Linked DNA regions of Pungitius pungitius: region 1 is linked to region 2. A link is a contact called in public Hi-C data. All regions are on one chromosome and are shown on one strand. Each heading gives the region's core, a stretch centred on a gene start, on an enhancer-like site or on the middle of the called end of the contact. The rest is flanking DNA. Distances are from core to core; before and after follow the strand shown. Region 1 holds the start of slc17a6b (solute carrier family 17 member 6b). Region 2 holds the start of bdnf (brain-derived neurotrophic factor).

Region 1 (6,593 bases), core at 1,835-4,334, 240 kb after region 2:
AGCATATATGTATCCTGCGCTGTGAAAGACAAACTATTAATATATGTTGAAGTATCTTGTCAGATGTAGGCTATGATTTAGTTATTATGTGGCTTAAACGCTAAAAATACAAATGCAATGTTAAATTATATACATTGTAGCTGTTTCAAATACAGTTATTTGACACATATTTTTAAAGATTCGTGTATATCGTGTGTATGTATTCGTGTGTATGTATATGCTTTCGAATTAGAATGAAGTCAATTAATACTGGGTTCCATTATTTGGTCTATCCATATGTATACGTTTGATACTTTGAAAATGGTATCACATGGCCGATTTCCGACAATATATTACGCATATACCGCATGTCATCCCTGCAATTAGAGCTAGCTGACATTTTAAAACAATGCCAGCATTGTAATGATGCAAAGTAGTGATTGAGGCCGAATATCTCAAGCCATCAAAAGATTTTCGTTAAGCACAAATACACACTTAAATTGTGCACACGCTCATGAGCCAAGGATCATTTGGGGCTATTTAGGATGAATATTCTTTCTTATTCGGTTTCTCATATGTGGGCTAATGTCCTTCTCCTGTCCCTTAGTTCCTTGATTAAATAAGAGTCGGGTGTCTTGTGTCTTGAGGCATGCGGGCTAAGTTGCCTGTGCGCCAGTCGTGATCGCCGCCGTTGCCACACCTCCGTGATGATGATCTTGCCGTTCTGGTGGAGGGTGCTGTTGTTGACCATGCCCACTATGGCCACGCCCAGGTTACACCGGATACCGAAGGAGATGCAGAAGCCCAGGCCGCTCATGAGGGCGATGATGTAGCGGCGGGGCAGCCCGAAGCAGCTGCAGTCGCACAGCGGGGGTTTCTTCTCCGCGGCCTCCCGGGGCCGCCCATCCTCCGTCAGCTCGATCACCTCCCCGGTTTTTTGTTTCCTCTCCATCACTCTGCAACAGCCACGTGAGGACACTTGTCAGTGTCCCCTGATCGAACGAGAAGATTCCTCCCCTAAAATAATTGCTCCTGTAATGGGACACATATCTGAGGAGGCCCATTTCTTTAATTTACATCTCTATTTGATTATGGACTGGGCAGTTGATTGGTTAGTGTGCCAATCTGAGATTCTCTATGTGTCAAGTCAGAGAAGAAAATTCAGAGACCGTTATTCCAGCATAAACAATATGCATCGGCTGCACGAATGGACAGGCCTCCTTGTGCTATTTTATTCTGCCATGCTTAAGCCATATCTTGAGAGGACTCAATAGACACCCGGAAAGAATGCAATGCAAAACATGGATTCTGTATTTGGACATAAAAAAATAGAACAAAAAAAGAAATAAAAACGACTAGGCCTGCAGAGCTGAGACGAGGCGAACACGACCCCGACTGTACCGCATTGCAGCAGCCCGCTCACTTTCACACTCATTAGCATTCACGGGACCGAGCAGCAGCCCCAGTCACCAGACACACACCTCTGTGGGCATTCCTCAAAGGCCCCCCCTTTTCGTTTCAGTGGACGTCACTTTTACTGGTCACATGATGAAAACCTAAAAATGAAAATGCGTCTGTCTGCAAACCCCTGAAAAGCAACATAAATAATTAACGAAAAAGAATCGAAAAAATGCAAATCGATTTAGTCCTTGGGAACATATAGAATAACTGAGCTTTCTGAAGGATTATTGAAAGCATAACTGCAGTACATCAATTAATTTGCATGGTCGTTTTATTGTATTTCTACTTCAGACAAAATAACGATAAATAAATATCGTAATAATATATGCAAACCGAGCAAAATGTCAGAATGAAACAGCATTTGCATCTTGGTTGGTTCCCCATGTTGCTTATTTTTTCGTTAATTAGAGACACGGGCTGCACGTTTATCATGATGCATTTAAAGGATGCATCAAATGGATTCCAAATTATTAATGAATCCTCAAAAACCGGCGCGTCACCTGCACGTCATGTTTAAACTGTCTGCTTATGAGATACACACAGGGCCCCTGCACCAGGAAGAACTGGCTACGTGCACGATATTATTCAGTGCAATCTAAGTGCACGCAACCCCAGCGCGCTATCTCTCTCTCTCTCTCTCTCTCTCTCTCTCACACACACACACACACACACACACACACACACACACACACACACACACACACACACACACACACACACAAGCCTACACACGCACATGATTGCATAATTTTCCTCTCACGTCTAGAGGCGTGACTAGAGATCCCTGTAAGTTGTAAAACAGTTTGGGGTGACCTGCACACCTACACACACCCCTGACTCGTGCTTAGTTAAAAGAACAAGCATGCATATCATCACACTACAACAGGTCTATGCCCATCAAGATAAAAAAAAACAAGTCTGTCCTTACCTGTACATTTGACCCAAGGTCTTCCCCGCAAATTCCTTCACCCCCGCCGCGGCTCTCGTCTTTACTGACTCCATGTCCGATTTCTATGTATAGGCCTATTTCTCACTTGTAATTTAATGCTTAATCGTCATGTTACGGCGCAGCATGGCCAACTGCAGCGGCTACAAGGAAACCCACAAACGAAGTTGTGATAAACGGGAGTCCAGGGAGGTGACTATCCGGAAGACGAGTCAATTTTTCACAACGAAAGTGAGCGCTAAAGCAAAAAAAAACTAGAAGAGGAATCAAACGACCTGCGCGCCTTCATCCGCCACCATATCACCTCCTGCCTGACGCACAGTAGCCACGCCAAGTGCCATCACGACGGAACACGAAAATGAGTGAAACTGTCAGCCAGCGTCGTGGATTTTTCCGGAATAAAAAATAGAGAGTGCGAGTAAGAGAGTTAGAGAGAGAGAGAGAGAGAGAGAGAGTGAATGAACGGAAAAATAATAGCGCTCAAAGTTTAGAAAGCGGAAGTGGTTGTTTGGTGTAGCTTCTATAAATCAAAGAGGGAGTGAGGCTGTATCGTGTCTCCTGTGGTGCGCGCAGGTTTATCTGACGTCGTGTTCAGCACCGAGGTCAGCGACAGCATTTCCGCGCTCAACATCTGGCCAGTTGCTCAGCACACATTAAGGCCAGGATTAACATATAACATGCTGAAAAATAAATGTATATGTATGACTTGGTTCACATGAGACATTTAAGAAAAAACACCGAGTGGGAGACGAGGAAATGTTTAGTTCAATTTTTCGCTTCATATCGCTGCATATAAAACATAACATTTAAAAGGCTATAACTTTATAGATTATACATCTTCCTTTGGCATTTTTATGCTTAAATGTGCCTATATTTTTTCAAATGAACAAGTCACTCCCATTTTTGTAAGATGTAGCTCTCCCGAAGGCGGTGCTATGGAAACCAAATGAGCAGGAGTGGATTTCCCCCACAACAAGCTCCTCTGCTCAATGTAGGAATCCATCAATAATTTAATCTTATTTTCATTCCCCTGGCAACTACATCTCCCCACCAAAGCATGCACACAATTTGTGAAACATTTTTTATGTATACAGATGTAATGAGATTCAAATTCTGAGATTCAAAGATCTGATAAGAAGAAAAGGATACAATAATACGAATTATTATAATAATATTAATGATAATAATAAAATAATAATTCAAAGAGCTAAGATGTGCGAACAAAAGAGAAAGCACACAAGCCATGTCTTCTTTGTCATTCGTTGGTATTGGACACCATCTAGTGGTCAACCGAATCTTGCTATCGCACCCAAGCACATGATGTACCTTGCAAAATGATATTGTATATTACATTATTATTTTGTTTTTAGTAAAGTTAAATTCAAAATGATGCAGCCTCTCGTATTTTTGAGCTTCTCTGTGCATAGTGACCTGTGTGAAACAGAGATAACCTGGAAATCTGTTGTCATGTTCCCTTACTGGAGGAAGTAAGTTTGTGTTCTCTCACCTTAAATTACACACTTACAATTATGGCATGGTTTTGTGACCTCATAACTAATTTGGAAGCCAATCTTGTTCAAAGATGCAACTTACACAGGTGTTGTCTTGGTAATACTGAGAGTGCTTACTGTGCTTCTGAAGACATCTTGTGTCCAGTAGTGGAACTACAAAGTATTTACATGTACATATGTATGTTTTTACACTTAAACACGTAGGGTGGTTTTACATTTTAAGCCCTTTTTTCTTAACCTGGACGGTTACAACATTCTTATTTATTTCTGTCTCCGCTTTTATGTTTTATGCAACAACAAAACATATTTACACTGTAGATAGGTATTTCTTTATTTACTGGAAATATCAACAATTTTCCTGCATGTCAGCACAACCATTCTAAGTTCACAGTAAACCTATTACAAAATGATACAAAAACAGGTAAGCACAGAGGTGTAAGGCATTTGTTAGTTGGGAAACACATCATGCATATTGCAAGACCATGCTATGCAAATGTCAGACGTGTGCATTGCATGTTCAGGCTCTTTGAGTTTTTGGATGTCAAAATTTGCTGATATTTGAAATCACAACTGTCTCATTTACAAAGAGGTTTAACATAAACAAAGAAAAGACGTTTTTAGCTAAAGAGGATCTCTGCGTCTAATCTCTGTTTCTTTATCACTTAGATCCCTTCAAAAAGTAGCAATTTTATAGATTACAATGTATTTGAAAAGTTGTCTAAACCAACGGGTGTTATGAGGCAACAAATAGTACAAAATAAGAAATCAGGTGTTGTAAATCAAATCAATCTTACTCTAACAAAAAAGCTTTAAGCTACATTGCAGAAGCGAACAAATAACATACTTGCAGTGCAACCCTTTTAAATAGATTATTTATTATTTATATTTACAGGAACACTTAGTAACCACAGAGTATGAGAGAGTTACTAAATGTCCTTCACTGAAATCCACACTCTGGGCACAAGAAATTCTTCTCTTTCCTGTGTACCTCTGCGATGTCGATTTTAATTGTTTACGCCCACAGCATGTGGAGACAAGGAGGAGTAAAGTCGATCAACACGATCGTCCTCGACTCACATGAACTGATTGTAATCAGGCAGCAGATCTGTCAGAGATATTCTTGGTGTAGTCTTTTCTCTTGGTAGAAATCTAATTGGTCCCAAAGCAAGTTGGAAATACACATGTAAGATGTGATGCATGAGCCTGCAGCTGCTGTCTCACCATGTTACTAAGAAAGGGCGGACTGATATTCCCCCCTTTAATTGTTACACTATCACTGCGGTATGAGGGAGGTACCTGGTTTTCAAATGCGCAGACTTTCTCTAAACATCCTCTAATAATACAACTGACAACCTCATAGCCGGGCTACAGATCAGTGGAACTAAACAATACTTAGCTACCAATTAAAAATAAGCTCCTGTAATGGTTCAATGATAGAAAAGGGATGTAATGCATGAGTTATATCTCCAAAATGATATGATTTTTTTTTTACCACGTACATTTCTTTTTTGAAACAGTTGATTCCTTCATCTTGTATTCCGATCAGAAGAATCACATGCAGGACATTTAAGAAATTATATCGTAGCAAACTCTTTTAAGGGTAATTATATCTAATGACACATGTTCAACACAACAAACTTTAACTCTATTGACACATACAGAGATTATTATTTTTCAATAAGAAGACATTACGTGAGGAATGATAAAGGCTGCACTTTTTGCTCTTTGCTTCTTCCCACTATCATGTTTTTTTGGCACAGGAATGTTTCATCCATTCAAAAAGCAGATTTTAAGCAAAATAAAACGTTGCATCCTAATATAGGAGTCCATTCAGCAGTAAAAGACACAAGAAGCCCTTGTATATGGATGCTCTCGGTCCGACGATGGCTCAAAGCTTAATGGCTCAAGGCAACAGGCACTCAGACACCATTTCTTGCTTGTCGGTCAGCAGGGACATTTCTGACGGCGGCTCCGTGATGAAACTGGCACTGAGCTGGAGTTTGAGCCGCTCCACCTCGTAGTTATGCAGGTACTCTTGGATCAAGTAACGCTCTCGCTTAAATCGAGCCTTCACGCCTGTAGGCACGTCTGGGATCATCCACGCCACGAGGAACTTCACCACGAATACAACATGCTGCAGTGGGAGAACAATCACACGGTCAAGAAAAAAACTTTTCAAGTTGAGCCTTTATTCTCTGAGCAGGAAGAGGGAAGAAGGAGCCTTACCTCCATGATAATAATGAAGGCCATTTTGGCAGCCAGGATGTGCCAGAACTGCATGGTGTGAGTGTACTCCTTCTGGTGGCCTGGAGGGTAACGGTAGTCCCGGTATCTGAAAAGAACAACTTCCTACTGTCAGAAAAGTTCCATCAAGGTCAACACAAAACAGTGAATTCTATAGAACTTTCCATATAGCGCATACAACGTAAACACTTTTAAAAAAAAAATGTATTCATTACAATGATAATTCTTGAGCAACTCATTCAAAACAATCATCCACTCAGACAATAAGCTGTAAAGAAAACACTGACATAACAAACCTATAAAGTTTAGTTTACAACTTCAACTAACAGCTGAATCCAGAGGCAATACCTGCAGGTGGTGGTAGAGTTACCGAACCAGTCGCCTCGTTCCTCGGGCATGTTGTGCTCATGTATCTGAGAGATGTTGTATATTGATAGGCTGTTGTTGACGTA
Region 2 (6,612 bases), core at 2,357-4,856:
GAGCATTTATTTGAAAACGCAGCCTGCAAGAAGACTTGATTAAAACAAGACTGCCAGTGGGCGTTGGGGCTTTTCTCTTGTGTTGCAGTTGTTTTGGCGTCATGCATTTGCTTCGTCTTGGATCAGGAATCTTAAATCGTTGACCAGAGAAAAAAATAGCAGACGAGCAACAGAGAGAGGGAGAGAAGGCGAGAGAGGAAATAAACAATATCCACCGTTTCTGCATCGGTGCGAGACGAATATTGAGGCTAGTCCTTCAGGGGAGCAGATAAATACAATCCCGGAGCAGTTTTGTGTGATGATTACCTAAATAACAGATAGAAAGCATTCCTTCATTTGTTTAAAAAAAAAGAAAGGGAAAGAAAAATCGATGCTTTCCGAAAAATTGCATATCAAGCCACCTTATCTCTCTACATCGCATTCAGCCATAACATCTGTCAGCGGATGCACTTTGACCACGCCCATCTTTCTTGTAATACAGAGGAAATACTAGAACAATTTGTATACTGTAAAGCAGACTCGCTCTGGCAAACCCGAATTACATGAGTCTAAGCGATTAAGAATGAATTCATTTTATTTTCCATTATTCATCCGTAGTCTGCGCTTGACAGGGCGACACAGAGCCGCGTATGGACAAAAGAGGGGGGTAGGGTAGCAGGTGAAGTGAAAAGCACCTTATGAATGAAACCGTGGAGCAGTCGTAGTAAAAACACAAGTGATTTGATGGCGATGACGGGAGGGGGGGCGATGGAGGGAGGGGAGGAGGGGGGCTGGAGGGTAAAGAGTAGGGCTATTTTTGGTCGATTACAAAATCCAGAGGGTTTGACATCGAGACAAAACATGAATGCAGCAGACTAAACATGAAAAAAAAGCACAGATGGATAAATAGATATAAAGATAAAGATAGAAAGATAGGACGACAGATGGCTGGATAGAGTTTTTTTCCTCACAATTTTGTGATGTGCACCGGGCATCAGTAGCCTACTTCAGTTCGTGCCGGCTGGAAGGATCACTGCAGCGTATTAAGTCCCACATCGGGAGCATGATTAGGCACAACGATTACGCAAATTATGTTGCAGTAGGCAGTGGTCGGGAAGTCCAAAAAAACGGCTTCAAAAGATCTGTTTCCAAAAATCTCAAGCACGAAGACGAGTCCCAATTGAAACGTTTCACATGACTCAAAGCTGATATGACAATGCACACGCACAGATCTTCTATAAATACAGCCTAACTTCGATTTAAAAAAAGGAAGGTGGCATACGAGCTATTAGTCACCTGGATCGGATTTCATTTCGGAGTTATTTCGGTGACTGATGCCCACAATTCACACACCGGCAAAGCGAAGGCTGCCATGCTGTAGTTTTAAAGCCGAAGTTCGTTTGAGAAAAGCAAGAAGAAGCCCGCAAAGACGACAGCAACATAAGAGTGACATGAAAACAATGGATTGTGCTCTTACCTTTACGAGGGCTGACAACCACAATGTGCGTGGTTAGATCTCCGCGACCAAGACTTGCATGTCCCAAAGTTTAACGCAGTGTGTGGGGGCTTATAGGTACCGGCAATGTGGTGTGCGAAAGACCAGACGACCTAACATTTCAACTTTCCCAATGCTCTGCAAAAACACATCGTAAAGCACGAGCTATTTTAATGGCAAGTGCTTGCTTTCCCTGTAGTTGTTTTTTTATATTTTCTCTTCTCATTAGAATCCCTTTTATTCTCCGTTAACAGACCACAGGCTCCCTCACAATAGGCTTACCAAAAGTTGAAAAAACAATCCCAGGTTTGGCAAAGGGGGGGCTGGGGAAAGAGAGAAAGAGAGTTGGCGTCCACTCAGCGGTTTAGTCCATGCACGACTCCGGTGCCTCTGTCCAACGTGCTGAAAGCATTACACAGCCACGGTAACTAAGAGGGGCCGACGAAATATCTATATACTTCTTTTTGAGCGCCCACTTTAAACTGGTTTTCTTTTTTTTCTTTTTTTTTACTCTGCTGCTTCCCCGCGTCTTGTCACGTGTACTCCCCCCTCTCCCACCCCCACCCCCCATTGCCAAACCAGTCCTGTTAATATTTGATCACATGTTGGTCGGACATTTCCTTCCAGATAACAGCACCTATATCGCGAATAGCACCTATGAAACGCCGGTTCAATTCAGTATACAACCACCTAACCCCCCACCTCCACACAGCCCCCCCAAAAAACGGCTCCACTCTCACGCCAAATGACAACTGGCACCGCTGATACGGAACACTATTGTTCTTAATGTCATGCTTGTGGAAAGTGTCACAGGCACATGTTGCTTTCTTAAAACACGAGCACCGCAAAGATATAACATACATACATACATGCATAAAACATAAAGCCCTGTCACACAAACACAGACTCACACACACAGCCCTTCAAGACCGGTATCCAGCCTTCATCACATCCACACATTGCGCGCAGACACAATGCAATATTTTCTTACCTCTCTCACTGTACTGGCATATCCACAGCCAAAGAAATGCCACACAATCTGTCTTTCCACAGGGGCTATGTCAACATCAGCCTCAGCAGACATGGATCTCGATACTGAGTTACTCAAGTAGCCCCTGAGTCCAACCCTTCCAGCAATGCGCTGCCAGACTAAATAGCAAGCACGACTTTTTTACTGGTAATCATCCTTCATATGCTGTGTGTTTCCATTGCTACTTACCATTTTCCCCTACGCTTTCCTGGAGATAGAAGTGTCTTAATATCCACTCACTCCAACAGATGCTGGTAGGTAATGTGTCTTGTTTGAAGTCATCATATGAGAACTTCTGCTGCGCTCAGTAGATCGCCCACCACTTCGCTGACTTATGAATCTAATAACCCTTTGCAATGTCGGTGTGCTTAAACTCTCTCAGGCAACACCTTGGTGGCTCTATCCGCTAAAGACAAATACCAACAAGCCTTGGTTGTCAGAAAAAGCGGGCACAGATATACGTAACACCCTCGCCCGGTCAACGCCATTAGGGGTCTTACGTGATTGAAATAAGCGACGGCAATCCAAGTTTATGGGGATGTCAGTGCCTGACTGATCGCTCGCTCACTGCCTCATATTTTAAAATCTGCATTGAGCAACGATGCAGACACATACAACTTCGGATACACGTCCACATCGACTAGTTTTGTGTCATAGACCGTTATCTCTCTCTTTGGTGAAGGGCCATGCGCTAATTGCGCGTACGCGCAGTTGGTCATTTGAATGTTTGTTTTTTTTTCTAACAAGGACGACGTACACATCGCATTTTGCAAACACAGATAGCACATTTCTAGCGCCCCTGTGTCTGCCTGACAAGTTCTTGAGGAACTTGTTGCTGCTCTAAAAGAAAAACAACCTCCTCCCCCCCCTGGACCAAACACTCTCATACATACTTACATTGTCAAATCCTGTGGAAGTGCTGCGTTTTTTCTCTCCCCCGGACAGATATTACAGGGAAAAAAAAGTTAATCCACGTCCTCCGGAAGCGTGATTACTCGGGCAGAATAGCGACCACAGCGTTGAAAGCCGCAAATGATACTTTTCGATCAGGGATATCTGGAAGTTCAAAGATGAAATCTGTTTTCAGTAAAATTCCATCAGTTGCACTACCAACACTCAGCCAGCTGATTGTTATGCAGTGACGAAGCGCAGCGCTTGTAAGTGAAGCCCCAAATGTACTAAGTAACATGAGTAATAGGTGATATTTTCCTGACACTTTGCCAGCACCGCAAACTTTCTCTCGAGTGTTTGTAAGAGAAGTGTCATTCTCGTGGTTTGAAAAGACTTATTTCTTGGTCATAGTTTAAGGAAATCACGCTTCATGGGTGGCGCGTCATCGGGACCTGGAGGCGTCCGCCAGGAACCATTAGCACTAATCTGACACATCCATAGACTTCTCTCACAAAAACAAAAACAGCTGCTCATCCCAGGGCTTAGGGTAACTCGATGCTCATTTAGATACTCTGGGTAGAGTCTACGCGCTTTTTTTTTCAACAGAACTGCACCGATTTGAATGTGTGCTCACAATTAAATATGAATATGTTTTGTCAGCAACGTGAAACGTGTTTGTGTCACTTGTCCATATTGTACCCATCTTGGGTATCAGTTGATGGTTTGATCTGACAATGCATGTGTTATGTCATCTTGGTTGTCGAGGCAGTGGCCAAAAAAATGAAGAACAAATATCTGAACTTATATCCCTCATTTCTGTCTCAAAGACACAAGATGGCATAAAAAGATAAAAAATTACAACCGTGGGTATTAAATGAAAAGAAAAATGTACAAAGTTCTTCATGGCACCATGCAACAAGTGCCGAAATTCCCACATAGCTTATTATCCTTGAACTCCCTCCTTTAAAAATAGTTTTTTTTCACACAGCAGCTACTCATTACAGGCTGCAAATAAAAGGGAGTGACGTAAAGAGAGAGGTAACACGTTTCAGCTCAGCGTGGACACCATGCTGTGGATGAACAATTCCCCTTCATTGGTTTCACATTATTAGGATCAGGATGTATGTGTCCCATCACCTCTTGGACTCCTACCATCATCCTACTCCCAGTCCTTTCTGATTCCTGACGTGGTAACTCGACTTGCTCCTACTTGTGATGTTGTTAACACTTCCTCTGCTCCCACAGCTTTTCACAGACTCTGTAACTGACTCATGCTCGTCCCTTTTCCACTATCCATAGCCACCCCCGCACTCTTCACCACAATATCTTATGGCTGAGTCTGAGGTCACAGATCAATCACTTTATCCCCTGGGCTGCATATGACCGCATGGCATTTTGCTCTATGGCCCGCCAAGATACTTCACCTCTTGTGAGCGTCCTCTTGGAACTTTTAAGTGTTCGAGCGGAATATATCTTGGCAGAGGGAGTGTTATTAAAATGTGTAGCCAACGCGCTGCACCGTGGGATAAAAATGAAGAAACATTTGAGCCATTACAGACCTTTGTGGTGTGAAGGAAACACTGACATTGATATTCATTAAAGAGCAAAGAAGATGTAACAATAACAGCAGGAACGCTCCCTCTCTACTAGTTGTCTCAGAACCACTTGTTGTCTTTCCTTGCAAAGCAGCAACCCACCTGTGATCGAATCCTACAATCTGCTTATAAAAGACTGAAAGTGAATCCCAGCTCCACCTTGTCAAATGACAACTGTGTAAAATGAATCAACGAAAGTATTGCTAACTTCCCTTTAACACTGAAGTCATCATATTTCCCTGTTTGCGTCTGCTAATTGCATTTGGGCCCTGCCTAGTCTCTAGAATCATTACTTAAACGTAAAGTGCCAGCCTAAAATTCAGAGTCAATCAGCACTTTCCTTCCCGTCACCGTAATGACAACTATTAGTGGAGGATGTATCCAGTCGGTGGCCACGAGCATAATTACTGTCTTGATCTTTGTTCCATAAATATTGATAAGAAGAGCTCCACGTCATGTGCGACTAGTACCTGTGGTTAAAAATAGAAGGCCTGCTGATGGCAGGTTATCTCTTACTGTCTGATCCCAGTGTAGCCCCTCCTCTCTCCCCCCTCCACCTCTTGTATCTACAGGAAGTTGAGCTCTGGGACAAACCAAACAAAGAGCACAGAGAAAACAACAAATACTCTGATTACACAGCAGTAAATCAAACTATCCGAGCTCATGTCTCTTGTATTCAGCCTTTAACAGTCAAAGTATAAACCTAACCTGTTTAGTATACAAAGTCTTCATTCATTTACATAAAAACCCAATTTCATAATGAACTAGTCAAAATAGTCTAATCCAGTCACCCTTTTGACAGTCGGCTTCTTGCTACGCATCTGTCATTCTGTCACGTGGCTCCTTAATATTTCTGTGGAGTGAGGAATTAATTACCAGGCTCGGCCGGTGACTCAGGGCTCAGGTCTTCAAAAAGTAATGCATCCCCGTAAATAATCGCTGAACTGCCACCATACTTCACACTGATGGGGAGTGCTCCATTTGTGCTAATTTCGGCGTTCTATGTATAGTGTGATGGACAGCGTCAGGAAGAACGATATTTGGGTTGCCCCAGTGGCTCGGCAGGCTGAAATTCGACTGAATGTGCTGTTGTGATATTGAGGGTTTCCATCTGGCTTTGCTCAGGACTGTGTCGTCTGTCTTTTTCCAGCCCTCTTTTACCAGTTCAACACCAGGTGAGTATGTAAACTTTGTGTTTTGGGCCTGAGGGGAGATACCTTCAGCATTGGGTGGTGACAAACAAGTGTATTGATCTCCTCACTCTGACTAACCGGCGTCTGCTCGGGTGGAGGATGCTGCCTGTGGGCTGTTAGCTTTATGACTTCCTGGGTGTGATGGGTAATCTGGGCCTGCACTTGACTGAGAGGCTGCCAAACCACAGTATGCAGGAAAGGAGGTTGAAGACAAAATTAGGATTTAGAACTATCTAGAATATCTTTGATAAGTTGAGTTTATCGATTTAAACTTTTCTCAGACCAAATATTGCATTGTCAGAATTCATTAGATGTAATTCTGCAGCGCGGTGCGCAGCGATGAGATTATGTGTTAGCGTGAGCTTGATCGTGTATGGTAAGGGCTGATTTGACTAGATGCATTTGCATCTTGTTGCTTAGCCAAAGGCA

The links. A called contact is a pair of places that touch in the nucleus more often than the background predicts.
Region 1: a Hi-C map of muscle shows a contact between it and region 2, with 4 times the contacts expected there. The contact joins the promoter of slc17a6b here to the promoter of bdnf in region 2. A contact is called at or near these places in 2 of 2 Hi-C or Micro-C datasets (both in muscle).

The regions. Positions count from the first base shown.
Region 1 is chr4:11,260,835-11,267,427 of fPunPun2.1, forward strand. slc17a6b (solute carrier family 17 member 6b) reads right to left here and starts at 3,085. Exons shown (of 12, transcript XM_037450145.2): 1 at 2,369-3,085; 2 at 680-935. The coding sequence starts at 2,442. ano5b (anoctamin 5b) reads right to left here. Exons shown (of 20, transcript XM_037448590.2): 18 at 6,490-6,593; 19 at 6,124-6,229; 20 at 4,204-6,031. The coding sequence ends at 5,801.
Region 2 is chr4:11,018,135-11,024,746 of fPunPun2.1, forward strand. It overlaps bdnf (brain-derived neurotrophic factor), which reads right to left and starts at 3,607. Exons shown (of 2, transcript XM_037454706.2): 1 at 3,402-3,607.